Regions from separate parts of the Sus scrofa genome. Here regions 2 and 3 are each linked to region 1. A link is a contact called in public HiChIP or PLAC-seq data. All regions are on one chromosome and are shown on one strand. Each heading gives the region's core, a stretch centred on a gene start, on an enhancer-like site or on the middle of the called end of the contact. The rest is flanking DNA. Distances are from core to core; before and after follow the strand shown. Region 1 overlaps LOC102166292 (a long non-coding RNA gene). Region 2 overlaps ADTRP (androgen-dependent TFPI-regulating protein). Region 3 overlaps ADTRP (androgen-dependent TFPI-regulating protein).

Evidence for each region. HiChIP or PLAC-seq counts read pairs in DNA pulled down with a chosen protein or histone mark.
Region 2: a contact with region 1 is called in an H3K27ac HiChIP or PLAC-seq map of alveolar macrophages. The contact joins two enhancer-like sites. A contact is called at or near these places in 1 of 47 Hi-C or Micro-C datasets (embryonic fibroblasts) and 1 of 2 datasets of contacts at active chromatin or transcription factors (alveolar macrophages).
Region 3: a contact with region 1 is called in an H3K27ac HiChIP or PLAC-seq map of alveolar macrophages, with 2.4 times the contacts expected there. The contact joins two enhancer-like sites. A contact is called at or near these places in 2 of 2 datasets of contacts at active chromatin or transcription factors (alveolar macrophages and skeletal muscle).

The regions. Positions count from the first base shown.
Region 1 is chr7:8,452,883-8,457,653 of Sscrofa11.1, forward strand. It overlaps LOC102166292 (a long non-coding RNA gene), which reads right to left. Exons shown (of 3, transcript XR_002346305.1): 2 at 1-15. Among named protein-coding and RNA genes, the nearest start is that of HIVEP1, 61 kb to the right of the region's middle. Within about 2 kb of position 2,624, at least 4 of the 83 cell types and tissues checked have an H3K27ac peak or open chromatin away from gene starts, as enhancers often do. A contact at or near this core is called in alveolar macrophages, where this site is marked.
Region 2 is chr7:8,279,846-8,284,616 of Sscrofa11.1, forward strand. The region is part of intron 2 of ADTRP (androgen-dependent TFPI-regulating protein); the gene reads right to left. Among named protein-coding and RNA genes, the nearest start is that of ADTRP, 31 kb to the right of the region's middle. Within about 2 kb of position 1,981, at least 3 of the 83 cell types and tissues checked have an H3K27ac peak or open chromatin away from gene starts, as enhancers often do. A contact at or near this core is called in alveolar macrophages, where this site is marked.
Region 3 is chr7:8,303,949-8,308,719 of Sscrofa11.1, forward strand. All of the region lies in intron 1 of ADTRP (androgen-dependent TFPI-regulating protein), which reads right to left. Among named protein-coding and RNA genes, the nearest start is that of ADTRP, 7.3 kb to the right of the region's middle. Within about 2 kb of position 2,298, at least 26 of the 83 cell types and tissues checked have an H3K27ac peak or open chromatin away from gene starts, as enhancers often do. A contact at or near this core is called in alveolar macrophages, where this site is marked.

The sequences.
Region 1 (4,771 bases), core at 1,374-3,873:
GGCTCTCATGTTGTCCTAAGTATAAATAGAAACACTAGGTTAACATGGGATGTTTGGTTGTTAAAAAGTCATCCAAATGTTATTGAATAGTCACTTTTTAGACTGTGATTAAAATAAACATACATAAAAATGTAACACTTATAAAAATATCTCTTAAACCACCAAGAATATATATGCAGATTCATGAGTGAGTTCTCATAGATCATTTTAACCCTGCATGTTTATTCATAGTGACAGAGAGTACCATTTTAAAATATGGAAAAATTATGATAGTGAATTAGATTTTATTTTAAAATGCTAGAATCTTGGCAAGTCCTTTTTCAGATGAATTGTTTAAGGTTCAGTCACTTTGGCCTATTGAAGAGAAATTTTCTAAGAGACATTCCAAACAAGATCATATGATTCAAAAAAAAAAAAAAAAAAAGAATATTCGCCTGATTTCTCATCCTCAGGATTTTAATTCTTGGGTCAAATTTTGGACATTTTTTTTCCTTTTAGGGCTTTAAATATTCTCCTCCTGAATATTTTCAGTTAATGGTAGCCTACCAGCTCTAGCTCTTTTAAAGACCTACACTCCACCAACAGGTAAACTGTTTTTACAAATGTTTTTATTCTAACTTAATTTCTCATTTCGAATGTGAACTAAATCAAAAATGAGAAGATTAGTAACACAGTAAAATGTATAGGACCCATTTAAGCATGTCATTTAGACATATTCTGGGGACTGCCCTTTTTTCACCATGAGGCCCATTAATGCTAGTTATGGAAACCATTTAAGCAATCTGAATCCTTGTCAACTTAAAGAGAAATGTTTTCATTTTGACAAGTGTGCACAGAGAAAACAATCTATTTGGAGGACAGTTTTCAGTTCATTCCAATATTATTGCAGATACGTGTGTTCGAATCAGTTTTTCATCACCCTCCATATTATTCTTGGCTCATTCCTCAAAAGAAGAGTATCTGTGTTTTGTCTTAAGTTTATTTCTTTTGTTATGAATATCTTGATTTGTTGGATCGAAAGTAGTCTTCTGAGAAATATTTTTGCTCTTGATAATTAAGAAAAAGTGTTCAGCAAAATTCCAAACATGAAAAATTAATACACTTTCTGAAAGAGTTTTATTGTAATGTCTTCTGCAATATGAGGATCTTCTTTAAGGAGGCTACTGCTTCTTCTGTGGTAAGAATTTTACAATTATTTAAGAAACAAACCCTTCAGTGTTTTGTGAGATGACAGTTTTAGAAATCTCTTTTTCAATTAAACAATTCAGAAATAATTTCTTTCTTTTTTTTTAGGGCCGTACCCGTGGCATATGAAGGTTCCCAGCCTAGGGGTTGAACGTGCCTACACTGCAGCCACAGCAACACCAGATCCCAGCTGCCTCTGCAACCTACACCGCAGCTCACAGCAACACCGGATCCTTAACCCACTGAGGAAGGCCAGGGATCGAACCCGCATCTTCATGGATACTAGTCGGATTCGTTTCCACCGAGCCACAACGGGAACTCCCAGAAATAATTTCTAGTTCTTTAAATCACACAAAAGCATACCCCCCACATCTCTTAACTTAATATCTGTAAGTATCTTGAATCAAGGTAAAGGAAGATGACTAATTCATGTCCCCAGAAGGTGATCTTGGTTGGAGTCATTCTGTATACTCATCTCCATTTGATATTTGAGTACAGATAAAGATAAAATATATGTCAGGTACAAGTGGAAGAGCAGTTCAGAAGGGCAGCTGTGGAGGTGTGTAAACAGGGGGAAAGTAGTTGCTTTGATGGTAATTTGTGAGATTTCCATAGATGCATAACTGATTTCACCTGGGCTCTCACGTTCTTCCCGTAGAAGACTACTACTCAACAGCTGTGCTTCAGTCATCAAAGCCCAAGGCAGTGACTCCATTTGCCATTTCCTAGGGCTTGTTCTAGCCAAGGCAGGGTTGAAATCTGTTCGGCATCTGAATAAAGATTTAGGAATTAACAAATACAGTTCTCAGCAGTTCTACTCTAGACACAAGGACTAAACAGAGTGTCACCAACCTTTGAGTTGAGCTCCAAGTTGATTGCTTGGAAATATTTTCCTACAGAATTAACACTATGTGTGGACTTGAGGTTTAGTATACAACATGCATACATTGTCTCACTAATGAACCTTGGCCCTGATGATCACCCGTGATACTGACTTGCAAAAGAAGCAGCAGCCCCGTGTTTCACTTCCCAAGGTGGCAAATCTTGCCTATTGCCATCCCGACAGTGAGGGCAAACGCTTCCTCTTCTCCAGTCTAGCACTGGGTCACTCAAATTAAAATCAAGATCCCGAGGCATCGTTAAAACAGAGATCTCAAATCTCCATAACAGAGAGGACATACAACACTAAAGGGGTTTTATGATCAAGTTTCAGCATGTGACATATAATCGTCAAATTGTAGGCTTACAAATAGGTGGTTTTCCTGGAGGCTTAATAGCCTGTTCATCTCACTTGTAGAACTTTCAGTCCCCGTGACTGAAATATAGTCACAAAAGACAAAGTGTTGTTGTTGTTCATAGAGAAAGAAGAAGTAAAATCCTGCCTCCACATCTACTCGTGTAACAAGAGCTGTAACCTTTAATGACCTCCGAGGTCTTGGCCGTATCCATGGCTGTAGAAATCAGACTCAGTAATGGAACACTTGGTTCTTCCGTTTTCCGGAGGCTGTCTTAACACCCCATGAGTATGATGTCTAATTTTTCTGGCCTTTGGCCATATTATATACACGAGCCATGCTGACCAAAATGTCTCGCTTTTTTAGCCAGAATGGTTTTGCTTGTATATCAGTAGTGAGGAAAAAAAGTGAATTAAGGCTTCTTCTTAGCGGTTACCTGGTGTTACATTTCCTGTCTTTTCTCAACCCTCCTGTGAAATATACACAATATTAAAATTTGAAATCCTAACATTTATAATTCTTCTCTTCTAGTAATTTGCTTCTTTCCCTTGGCAACTTAATCCCCAGGGGCCTGGAGTTTCTCATTTATAAAATGAGAGAATTATACCCAATAATATCCAAGAGTTTTTCTAATTGAGGAAGTCCATAGTACTACTTATGTTTATAGTAGGATTAAACAAGTACATAAATATATTGTGGATAATGAGAGCCAGGTTTTTCACTTTTGGAGAAAAAAGTTACAAATAAAGAAAAGGAAAGAATAGGATAAACTTTGTGGTGTTGGATTGAAACTAAAGATTTAAGTATGAATTCATGGTTTTTAATAAATATACAGAGGGACAGACAAAGAAATACAGACATGTGCGCAGGCATATGTTTCCCGGCTCTGTCTGCTCAGAGAGCCTAGAAGCAGCGACAACTCAGTAGCAGTTAGCCCACCTAGAGCCCAGGTATTGGTTCTAAATACAGTTTCCTAATTAAAGGAACCCAGGCCTCTTGCTGAAGCTATTGATTCCAGGCCTGCGGCAGGGAATGTGTATGACATGATCAGGACATCTTGTGGTGCCAGAAAGTAAAGGATGTGTAGAAAAATGATTGGGGTCGTGTCAGAAGAACACAGGAGCCAGTTTGGAGGTGCCTCAGTGGCCAAAGCTAGAGTAATTTGAGTGACAAAATATGTAATGATAGAATCACATTGTAACCCATAGACTAAAATAAATAGCCACAAGTCCATACTGAGACCAACCGATCCATCAAAAGGAGACTAGTTTTTTTTTTTTTTTTTTTCTAGTCCTTTTTAGGGCTGCACCTAAAAAGCAGCAGATGGAAGTTCCCAGGCTAGGGGTCCAATCCGAGCTGCAGCTGCCAGCCTACACCACAGCCATAGCAACATGGGGTCCAAGCCGCATCTGCAATCTACACCACAGCTCACGGCAATTCAGGATCCCCAGCCCTCTGAGGGAAGCCAGGGATCAAACCCGTGTCCTCATGGATACTTGTCAGATTCATTTCTGCTGCGCCAGGAACTCTGAGTAAAGTTCAATTAGTAAATGTGAAAGAAATGAGGTCAATATAAACAACCAACGTAGGCAAACTTAAGAGCCATAGAAGAAAGCTAAAATTAGTGGGCAAAATCATGATGAGAAACTAAGATGCATATTTACATAACCTTAGAGGATGGCACAGGAGGATAATTATTAATTTTAAAAAAATCTTAATTTCGCGTGGAGAAAGCAGCAAACATCTCCTTAACCGAGTGGTCAACGTTAACGTCACATCAGCATCGTGTGCCCCGTGACAGGATTCATTGGTAAGGGCCTAAATCACTTCTGTATTCTCACAAAGACAGATGAATCACTTCAGCCTAACCCTGAGAAAATATCAGAGGACTATAAATTAAGAGCTATTCTAAAAAATAACAAATACCTTTCAAAAAAAGTCAGGGTCATGAGAAACAAAGTTTGAGAAATTTTCCCAGATCGAAGGAGATTAAAGAAACAGGACAGTGAAATGGCATATAAATGTCAGGATTGCATCCTGGACCCAAAACTGACATGAGTGGAGAAGCTGATGAGATTGGATTAAGTTTTGTGAAGTACTTCATTGGATTACATCAATGTTGATTTCCTCCTTTTAGTAGTTATGCTATGGTTTTATAAGAAGAAACTCCTTGACAATGTTTTCCAAGTCTGAAATTACTCCCAATTTTAACAGCTAGAAAAATGATATAGCTAAAAAAGTTTACAGATTTTAAACGATAATGATATTCATTTAATAAATACTTCTCGAATGACTTCTCACCATGCTAAGAGACATCTAAAGATGCACAGTACACATGTACACACACATGT
Region 2 (4,771 bases), core at 731-3,230, 170 kb before region 1:
TGCATAATTTGTGATAAAGCAAATACAGTCAACTGTTAATAGCAGAACCTAAGTGGTATGTACAGGTGTTCACTGTAAAATTTTCAGCTGTGATTTATGTTTGAAAATGTTTATAATAAAATGTTGGGAGAAATGTGAATAGTCTTTACTGACCTAGAAAGGTAAATGAATGCTCCATTGGGCTGAGGAAGAAAAGCATGCCAATATTTATGAACTTGTATGTGAATTGAGCAGGTGGTTAAATGATAACTTTCTGAATCTTCTGAACTTTCTAAGCGATTTTTTTACTTACTACACTGTTGTCTTTTAGGTTAATATGTAGTTTATCCGGCATTTCAAAGCAGCATCCTTCTAGGAAGCTAGTTGGCTGTGATGGTGTCCAGCTTTGATGAAGAAGAGGTGGCCATTTAGGTTCTATCTAGTTAAGGATAAGACAAAAGAAAAATCTAGGAGGTGAAGATTCTGCAGTCAGGAATATATCTGCCTCTTCCAGCCTCTGTCTCTCCAAAGCACCCAGATCCCTTCCTCCAGCATAACTCCAGCAGTAATAACACCCTAGACACCAACTGTAATCAGTGACTCATTCCTTTCCTTCTCATATCCAGACTTGATTCACTTTCTCCCTCAGATGCTTCCCACAGCTACTTATTCTTTTATTCTCCCCAGCATCGCCTCCATAGCTTTTCCCTCTTTCGGTACATACTCAACATTGCAGTTAGACCAATCTTCTTAAGACAAGTTTCTGGTTACTACCCCTAAAAACCTTTTGTGGCTCGCTGTTGCCTCAGTCCACTTACTCCTCTGATGTCATCTCTTTCCTGTTTTCCGCTGTATCTCAACAGGCTCTATCCCTTCACCTCAATCCAGTCTCCTCATTATTCTTGTCTTAGTCTCTTTCCTTCCCTAGAACTCCTCCCTCTTTTTATTTACCTAACTCTTTTCTTTAATTTTTCTCTCCCAATCATAGCCCACACACCTTTGAGATGCCTTGCAACCAAAGGCACACATGTTAACATGAGAAGATATAAGCGAGCATCAGGACCCAAGAGAGCACTGAAGCAGGAATGCACCAGCCAGAGGTTTGCTGGGCTGCTGTTGTTGAGATTAAAATTCAGCAGTTCCCTTCCAGACAGCCAAAGTGGAAAGAGAGAGGTGGAATGGATACTGTTCCTTTTTTCAGGGGAAATTAGTTTTTTTCCACTGTTAATTAGGCCTCAAAGAAACTGTCATTATTGTGTTTCATTTAGGGACATTAAGTAATAGTAGACAGAACTCTCACCACTGTCTCCATAGGAAAACATTTCAGAAATCTAAGTTGTATAAAATGATAAAATTTGAAGGCAAAATTGTAAAACAAAGATCTTTTGAGGGAGATTCTGCCAATAAGAAGATAATAGTGGGAAAAAAAAAAAAAGGAGTTCCCATCGTGGCTCAGTGATTAATGAATCCAACTAGGAACCATGAGGTTGTGGGTTCAATCCCTGGCCTCACTCAGTGGGTTAAGGATCCGGCGTTGCCGTGAGCTGTGGTGTAGGTCGCAGATGCGCCTCAGATCAAGGGTTGCTGTGGCTGTGGCGAAGGCCAGTGGCTACAGCTCCGATCAGACCCCTAGCCTGGGAACCTCCATATGCTGTGGGTGTGGCCCTAGAAATGACAAAAAGACAAAAAAAAAAAAAGATAATAGTGTATGATTATGTTGACTTCTGATGATCAGAGCTGTAGAGGGACTTCAGAAATACCATTTCCCCCACAAGTGTTTTTGTTTTTACTCCAGTTGTGGGTCAGACAACAGCCAGAATTTTATTCTCTGTTTAGAGCTCAGAGTGAAAGTATTATACACTGTTGATGACACCGAGACCTAAATACTTGGAGGAATTCAGCGAGTCAGTGGTAATGTTGACATTCTTTTATTGCAAACAAGAAGCTCCACCAAGGAACCATCCCAGAGCTGAGTGACTAGCCCTTTCTGCAACCTCTGGGGCCCATGTCACATGCATGTCTCACCCAGGTCACATCCTGCCTTCAGACGCAATGCTCACTGCCTCCTGTCCTTCCCGCAGCTCTTTTGGTTGGCACTAGACTCTTCAGTGCTTAATTATTTTGAGGTCAGAGCTCTTACCTATTATTTTTTCTGGACTCCCTTCCAACCTCTGATTAATAAGTATTTTTTGACTGATTTTCTTCATTTGAACTTGTATTTTACAAAGAAGAATTAAGCCCTTATTTTGACCTGCAAAACCCTCATGATCTGGTTACCTGTCCCATCTTAGTTCCATGCCCTGCTGCCCCATCCTATAACCTTCACCTGCCCCCCCCCCAATTACTCTGCCCTCCCCCCACAGTTCCCTCTCTCACCACTGGTACAACACACACTTATGTTTCCCTCCATCCCCACCTCTGCCTTCTTCCCACCTTACAGGGCTCAAAGTACATATCACTGCCTCCAGGTCAGAATCTGAAATTTCCAGCAGGTGCCTTTCCTTGGACAGCATCACATTATTGCATTCATCCAATACTAGCCAAATCTCCCAGAGATGGAATCAACTCGAGGCTTGAGACTGTCACCATATCATCTCCAGTACCTAGCACAGGGCTTAACCTTTCTGGCCACTTAATGTCTGTGGTGTTAATTAATGAATCAGTGAAACTGGAGTAGGACAGAGGAGGAAGAAGAGTTCTGCATAGCCTGGGAAGACAGTCAGTGTCCTGGAGTGAGAAGACTCAACTGGCATTGGCAGCCGCATATCAGGCTATGCGTGTGGCTAGCAGGGCCACAGAGTCAATCCCACCTCAGGCTGGTCACTTTTTCCCTATATCAGGGCTGTAGATGGCATCCCAAATCCTGGGAATGGGTGTCGTGAGCCCTAAGGAAACCTGTGAGAAAAGGTGACTCCTCGGAATAGCCTCTGGGTGCCCACATCATGGTAACTAAACTGTAGACTCGGTAATGGATGTCACCATCCCTGCACCCCTGCAGAAAGTCAGGAAATACTCAGCCAGCAGAGGCTGTTCTTTGTTTGGGACCTGCTGGCCTGTGGCCCTCCATCCTGAAATTGGACCAGGGGGAAACTCCCCAGGTTTTTCTCAGCATCTTCTTTGTACCCCCTCCTCTTTATCAATCTGTAATCCACCCTTCCTCCATGCTTCTGTGCCGGGCTCCACATAGCACACACAGAGACTTGTTTGTAAGACATAGACAGATGGGCAGCTCTCTAGAAAGCTGCTCCAAGTTGGAGGAAGGAGACTGTTCTTTTCAAGAAAGAGGAAGTTTCAGAAGCACTGGATCTGCTCTTGCTTTAGAGCCATCATCTCTCAGGGCACCGTCCATTTGTCTCAGATCTCTCATCTCTGTGTCAATAAAGGACTCAGAATGTGTAGGCAGCTGGTTTCCCTGGGAGATAACAGTGAGTCAGGAAAGCACCCTATAAGCACAAACACTAGGGCAAAATTCCAAACTCTCCATGTGACTGATCCCATGATGGACCAGGTCCCACCCTTTCTCCTTCCTGCCTCCAGCTTTCCCTTGCTGGCCCATCAGAGTTTTCCTAACGGGACTCAGCAGCTGTTCTGCCCGAATGGCAGTTGCTCACTGGTGATTTCCCCGAATGTGTGTGATTGGCCGATACAGGATTAGGGTGTGTCTTAGTCTATATGAGGGGGGCACATGAGCTCCCTTGGGGAGAGGTCTTCCCATTAGAGGGAGGATATGGCAGGGAGTGGAGCCTAGAAGTAAAAGAAAAGGAAAACTTTGCTTGGGAAATGCCTTCATTTGATATCCATCCAGTATCTCTTGCAAATCAACAATGTTTCAGCACTCTATGCAACTTAAAAGGCTCTAAGATGTGGTCTTGGGACTCAAAAAAAATTAATGTATTTCAACTTGTCTGTATGGTAACCCTACAGGTTTCACACTGGGCCTGACTACTTCTAAAGCATTATGTAGCGGAGGCTCTGAAAGTGTTAAATATCAGCAGGCAGCTCTGAGTTGAGCCCTTAGAGTCCACAGCGAAAGGAACAAGTTGTGTTTCCTGCAAAGACCTGCTTCTCCTTGGTGTACTAAGTAAAATTCCTTTCCACCTGAGAGACCCAAAGGCTTCTCTTCAACGGCTTTTGTGGCATCCTAAACTGTCTTCCTACCTCATAGTCTCACCAGGCTGTGTTTTGTTCTTTCAAAGTAAAAGTCGATTTTCATTCTCTTTTATTAAAAGCAGAGAATTATAATCACAGATTACTTTTTCAATTATGAACAATTACTTGTCTTGCTGAAACTCAAAAAACAAACCAAAATGAGAACAAATCGATCCTTCTTCCTTCCAGGCTGACTCCCATGTTCCTTGTCCAGTCTCCTGCATCTTTGGGTTTCAGCCTCCCGTTCGTAGTAATTTTGGACTCAGACCTTGGAACCCCTGGGCTATGGGAGAAGCTTCACACGGAGACGTCTCCATGGCTGCCATTGCCTTCTGTTCTACAGTCCTTGAGCTTGGGCAAAAATCTGGACATGTTTCTAAGTGTAAAATTTGTGAACCGACATGTGGGACAAGTTGATGGCAAGTCTAGTGCTCAGAGCCCCCTACACACCTAGGAATGAAAGCCTGGGACATTGAAACGGTCTTCCCATTGCCGAGAAATTTGGCTTACTTCCTTATCGTGGTCTTCTTAGGAAAAACAGAACAAAATTTCTCAAAAGGTCACAAAATTCCCTCTCACCACAGAATAGTAAAATGTGGCTTTTATGAGTTCTTAGGTGTGTGTGGAGAGAGATGCCAAAAAC
Region 3 (4,771 bases), core at 1,048-3,547, 150 kb before region 1:
GCCAAACAGAGGTGGGAAAAAACAAACAGCACAAGGGCAAGGCGCCAGACACAATGGTGGATATATTCTGGTCTTTTCCTAGGAAGAAAACGTTTTTAAATGGCTAGTGTTGCAACCTCATTAGATAAGCCGGCAGCAGGGTCAAGGGCACGGTGAAGGAGCTCTGTGCTCTCCTGAGGGAGGTGTACAGAATGGCCTCTAGCCTGTCCGGGGGAGAAGCCAGTGTTCTTTCTCTCACTAAAAGGGGAAGCCTGAGGCTTTGCAGAGACAGTCCAGCTGAGGGAGTGATTTAAATCTGTAGAGATCGAGCAAGGCTTGGGCTCGGATGTATCTTTAAGTACCTGAGGGCCTTGAGGCCAAGTGAAAAAGAAGCAGGGCCTTTTTCGACAATATACGATCACGATGAGGGCAGACTTTGTCCATTCTTACTGTTTCCCACAAACTTATGGCTTCTAATTAAAAGGTTACAGTAGTACAGAGTTTGGGTAGTTTTGAGTTATTGCATCAGAATCCATCCTGTTCCTTGAAAGCCCTGTATTGGTACAGAAGGAACAGCTTAGACTTTGCTTGGAGAGGGTGAGTCAGGCAAGTTGTGGAACCTGGGGAGCTGGACTAATGATCAACCAAGTTGGCTGCTGGGGAACAGCCTCTGAGCTCTGAACCCTAGGAAACCTCTTACAGAGTTGGCCTCCTGCCACTCCTTGGGCTGAAGCAAGGGTGGGCAGGGGAGGACAGAGGTGAATTAGGCCAGTGATACTCCCAGCTAGGTTCTTAAACCAGTAGCACCAGCATCACCCCAAAGTTTATTAGAAATGCAGGACTTCAGCCCCACCCCAGAGTATGAAATCAGAATCTTTGGTAATGGCGCCTAAGAATTTTTTTTTTTTATAGAAACTTCAGGTGGTCCTTGCATATGCTAATGTTCTAGAACCACTGAATTAGACATAAACTTATCACTTAAAAATCTTACTTATTACTCAAAGCTATAATAGCTAACTTTGTGTGTTTTTTTGGCCGTTCTCAGGACATATGGAATTCCCAGGCCAGGGATCAGATCAGAACCGTAGTTGTGACCTAAGCAGCAGCTGAGGCAATGCTGGATCCTTAACCTGCTGTGCTGGGTGGAGAATGGAACCGGCATCCCAGCGCTCCCAGACGACACCAATCCCACTGAGCCACATAGGGAATTCCTGTAATAGCTAACTTTCATTGATCTCTTTTTATGGGCCAGGCACTGATCTGAGCTTCTAATTTCTTAAAACAACCTTGGGAGGTTAGTCCTATCATTACCTCTCTACTTCTCATTCTACAGATGAGGAAAATGAGGCACAGAGAAATGAACAAACTGGCCTAAAGTCTCATGGTTGATAAAAGTCAAGGCCAGGATTTGAAGCTGAAAGTCTACCTCTTGAGTCAGGCTTTAAAAAACAAACAAGCAAAAAACAAATCATGTATCAGGTTTTTAAGAATAAAGATAAAGCACTGTGGGAGGTCAGAGGAGAGACCCTTATCTCCAGGTGTGAGAATTAAATGATCTCTAAATGATCTCAAAAAAAAATATTGATGCCTAATTATCACCCCCCAAGATTCTAATTTAATGAGTCTAGGGTGCTTTTCAAGCTTCGGGATTTAAAAAAAATTCTTCTAGGTGATTCTGGTCAGGTTAGTCAAGGTTGAGACCCACTTGACTTGAGGAACTTCCTTTTGGAAAGGCAGACCTGGCAGTCTCAAAGGAGGTGGGGCTCTGGGGACCCAGGGAGTGAGCCCACGAGGTGAGATGAGATTGCTGGAGAGAGGATGGGGGAGGAGAAATGGAAGCAGACGCTGAGAAAATGCCCTCCTTTAAGGGGCAGAGGGGCTAAGAGGACAGTTAAGTAGCAAAGAACCAGGTAGAAGACCAGGAATGTGCAAGAACCTTGCAGGAGAGGGAAGCTTGACCCAGAAGGGGGCATTCCAAGGAGGACTGGCTACCATTTTAAATGCCATGAAAAGGCTGCCACCCCAATACTTATCATTAACTTTTGCCATTCATCCCCTAAGGGCTACAGAATGTGGATGCTAGAAGAAGTCGCCTCTTCCACCCTTCTTCCCCAGCAGCTCTCAGCTTACCCCTGAGGCCACATCAGGCAGCTGTTGTCATTAGGAAGGGCAGGCGAGGGCCCTGGGCCCTGACAAGGAAGCCTGCACTGTTCTATCAACACGGCAATTAATCATGCTCTGAGCACTGCGTCTGCCAGGTTTTCACTCCTTAGGGAGAGGCCGTCTCCACCCAGCATGTGAGGTCCATGTGACCACTTTCCTTAGCGAGGGCTTCCTGGCGTCATCGTGAGTCAAGCTTGTCCTAACTTTCTCTTGCCTTTCCCAGTCCCAGACTGTGGAAATTGGACTTAGGAAAGAACACATTACTCAGAGCCTCCGTAGCTTCTCCTTTACCAATAGGAGAAATGTGCTCCACACCACAAACTTGCCAGTCACTTCTCCCCCCAGCCCTCAGCTCACACGTTACTTCACAGGCGTATGCCACATGGGAAAGATGCCAGCAGTGTGTGAGGGAACCTTGTTTCCAGTGATCTTAATCCTCATTAACGTGCCAACATCTGCAGCAACATGGAATGTTCATGGAGCCCCCACATAGGAGCACAGGAGGGAGGCGCTAGGATGTTGCCAAGAGAAATAAATAGGCAAGAACTAGGGCAGAGCTAGAGAGCAAGGAGAGGGAGGCAACATAGGCTCACTCAATGGGGAGGCTTCCTAGAGGGCCTCCAGGACAGGTTTGGAGCAGCTCACCTAACTGGACACTGGCCTGCTCATTCCCTAAGGACCATGCACAGGAGTGTTTATAAAAGTGCAAAGAAAGAATAGTCAAGGGGGAAATGGTAGCTATTATAGACTGAATTGTATCTCTCCCCCAAATTTATATGTTAAAGTTATAACCCTCAGTGCCTCGAGAAGTCCTATATTTGGAGTTAGGGTCTTTAAAGAAGTGATAGAGTTAAATGAGGACAGTAGGGTGGGCCCTAATCCAATAGAACTGGTGTCCTTATAAGAAGAGATTAGGACAGACCCACACAACAGGTAAACCATGTGAAGACACAGGAAGAAGACAGCTGTCTACAAGACAAGGAGAGAGGCTTGTAGAAACCAACCCTGCTGACACTTTGATCTTGGACTTCCAGCCTCCAGAACTCTGAAGAGGTAGTTCCTAAACCACCTGGTTCTGTGATACTTTGATATCACAAACTAATTTGCCCCAGCAAACTAATATAGTAGCATTAACATATGATAGCAACAACTGGCCTTCTTTTATGAATCTTACAACAAAACTACAACTGTTTACATTTTTCAATTATTTTGGCCACTAAGAAAAGCAGAACTAATGGTATCTTCTTGGTTGAGGTTTGCTTTAGAGTTGCTACTCTCTGATTTGTCTTTTCTACCAATTTTTCCCTAATTACATTTGTTGTTTTGTGCCTTCTTCTGAAAGGCTGCTAATCTAAGTTTGTTAGCTGTCTTCTGTTTCTGGTGCTAGCTGACAAACTTACTACCTGGGAGAGCTTAATTTACATTTTTTTTTTTTTATAACTGGTGCAATTTAAGAAACTGTAGCTAAAGGATATTTAGTTTTTACATTCATCTGTGTTCACAAAATTCACCAAATTCTTGAAATCACAGTAGTTTAACCTAAGTCATCAAGATTATTTTCCCTGCTTTAAGCCAGAACCCTCTTAAACTATCCCAGGAAGTGAGAATTTTTTTCATTTAAAAAATAATTCCAGAGAGGGAGAGTCCACAAGTTTCCTGAGCAAGACTTGTTTCAACTCTGATTGGATGAGTCAAGTAATCCAACGCCCAGCTCAGCTCTCTGTGCCTGACTCAGACAGGCGGGGACTTTCTTAGGTCTTCGAAATGATGCAATACTTGCAGTGGAGACCAGTCCAGAGTAAAACAGCCAGTGGGGACTGATTGTGATGAGCATTTTATGTAACCGTGGTGGTAAGGGTGGTAGCATTTGGAGCAGGTAGAAGAAGCCTTTGCCAAATATATCCGTATTATATGCAGTGTACTATTTCAGTTATCACTATGTGCCTTTAGCTGATGAAACAGATAAAAGAATGAGATAAAGAATATGGGAGAAGAAACAATATGAAAAATATAAGGGGAAAAAAGGGAGGAAACTAAGAACATTCAGAGACAGGTTGGAAAGAAGATTTGTAAGAATGCTCGTCGACCCGTGTTGTTTAGCTGATGACAGCCAGCTTCATTCAGTGTGTAGTACTAAGATGGCCGTGGGGTAGACTGTCTTACAAGTGGGATAGTAGGGTTCTCTAGAAAGCAGCTTTTACCATTTAGAATCATGTTTTGACCATTTATTCATGTAGCCAACATTCACAGAATGCCTGTGAGGTGCCAGAGATTAGACATAATACAGGCCAGGACAGACTTTATGTTAATGCATCTTTATTAGGAAGAAGAAAAAGGGACGGCAGCAGATGAGGAAGCTTTTCTGCACATTTACTCTTTCACATTATGTAGGTCAAGTTCCTTGGGAAACAGAATCTGAGATCCAAATATGCCTGCCGAGTGTTCATCGAGGCATGCTCTCTGAACATTTCTGAGAGGGAGGGAGGCAGGGAGAAGGACGGAGCAGCAGGAAAACTGGAAAGGCAGTGCAGCAGCATAGAATCACCTGATCTCTGAAGGAGCCCTGGAGCTGAGCTGCCCCTTGAGAGTTGTTCTGGAGCCCAGCCTTTGTATCCTCGATCAACCAGTC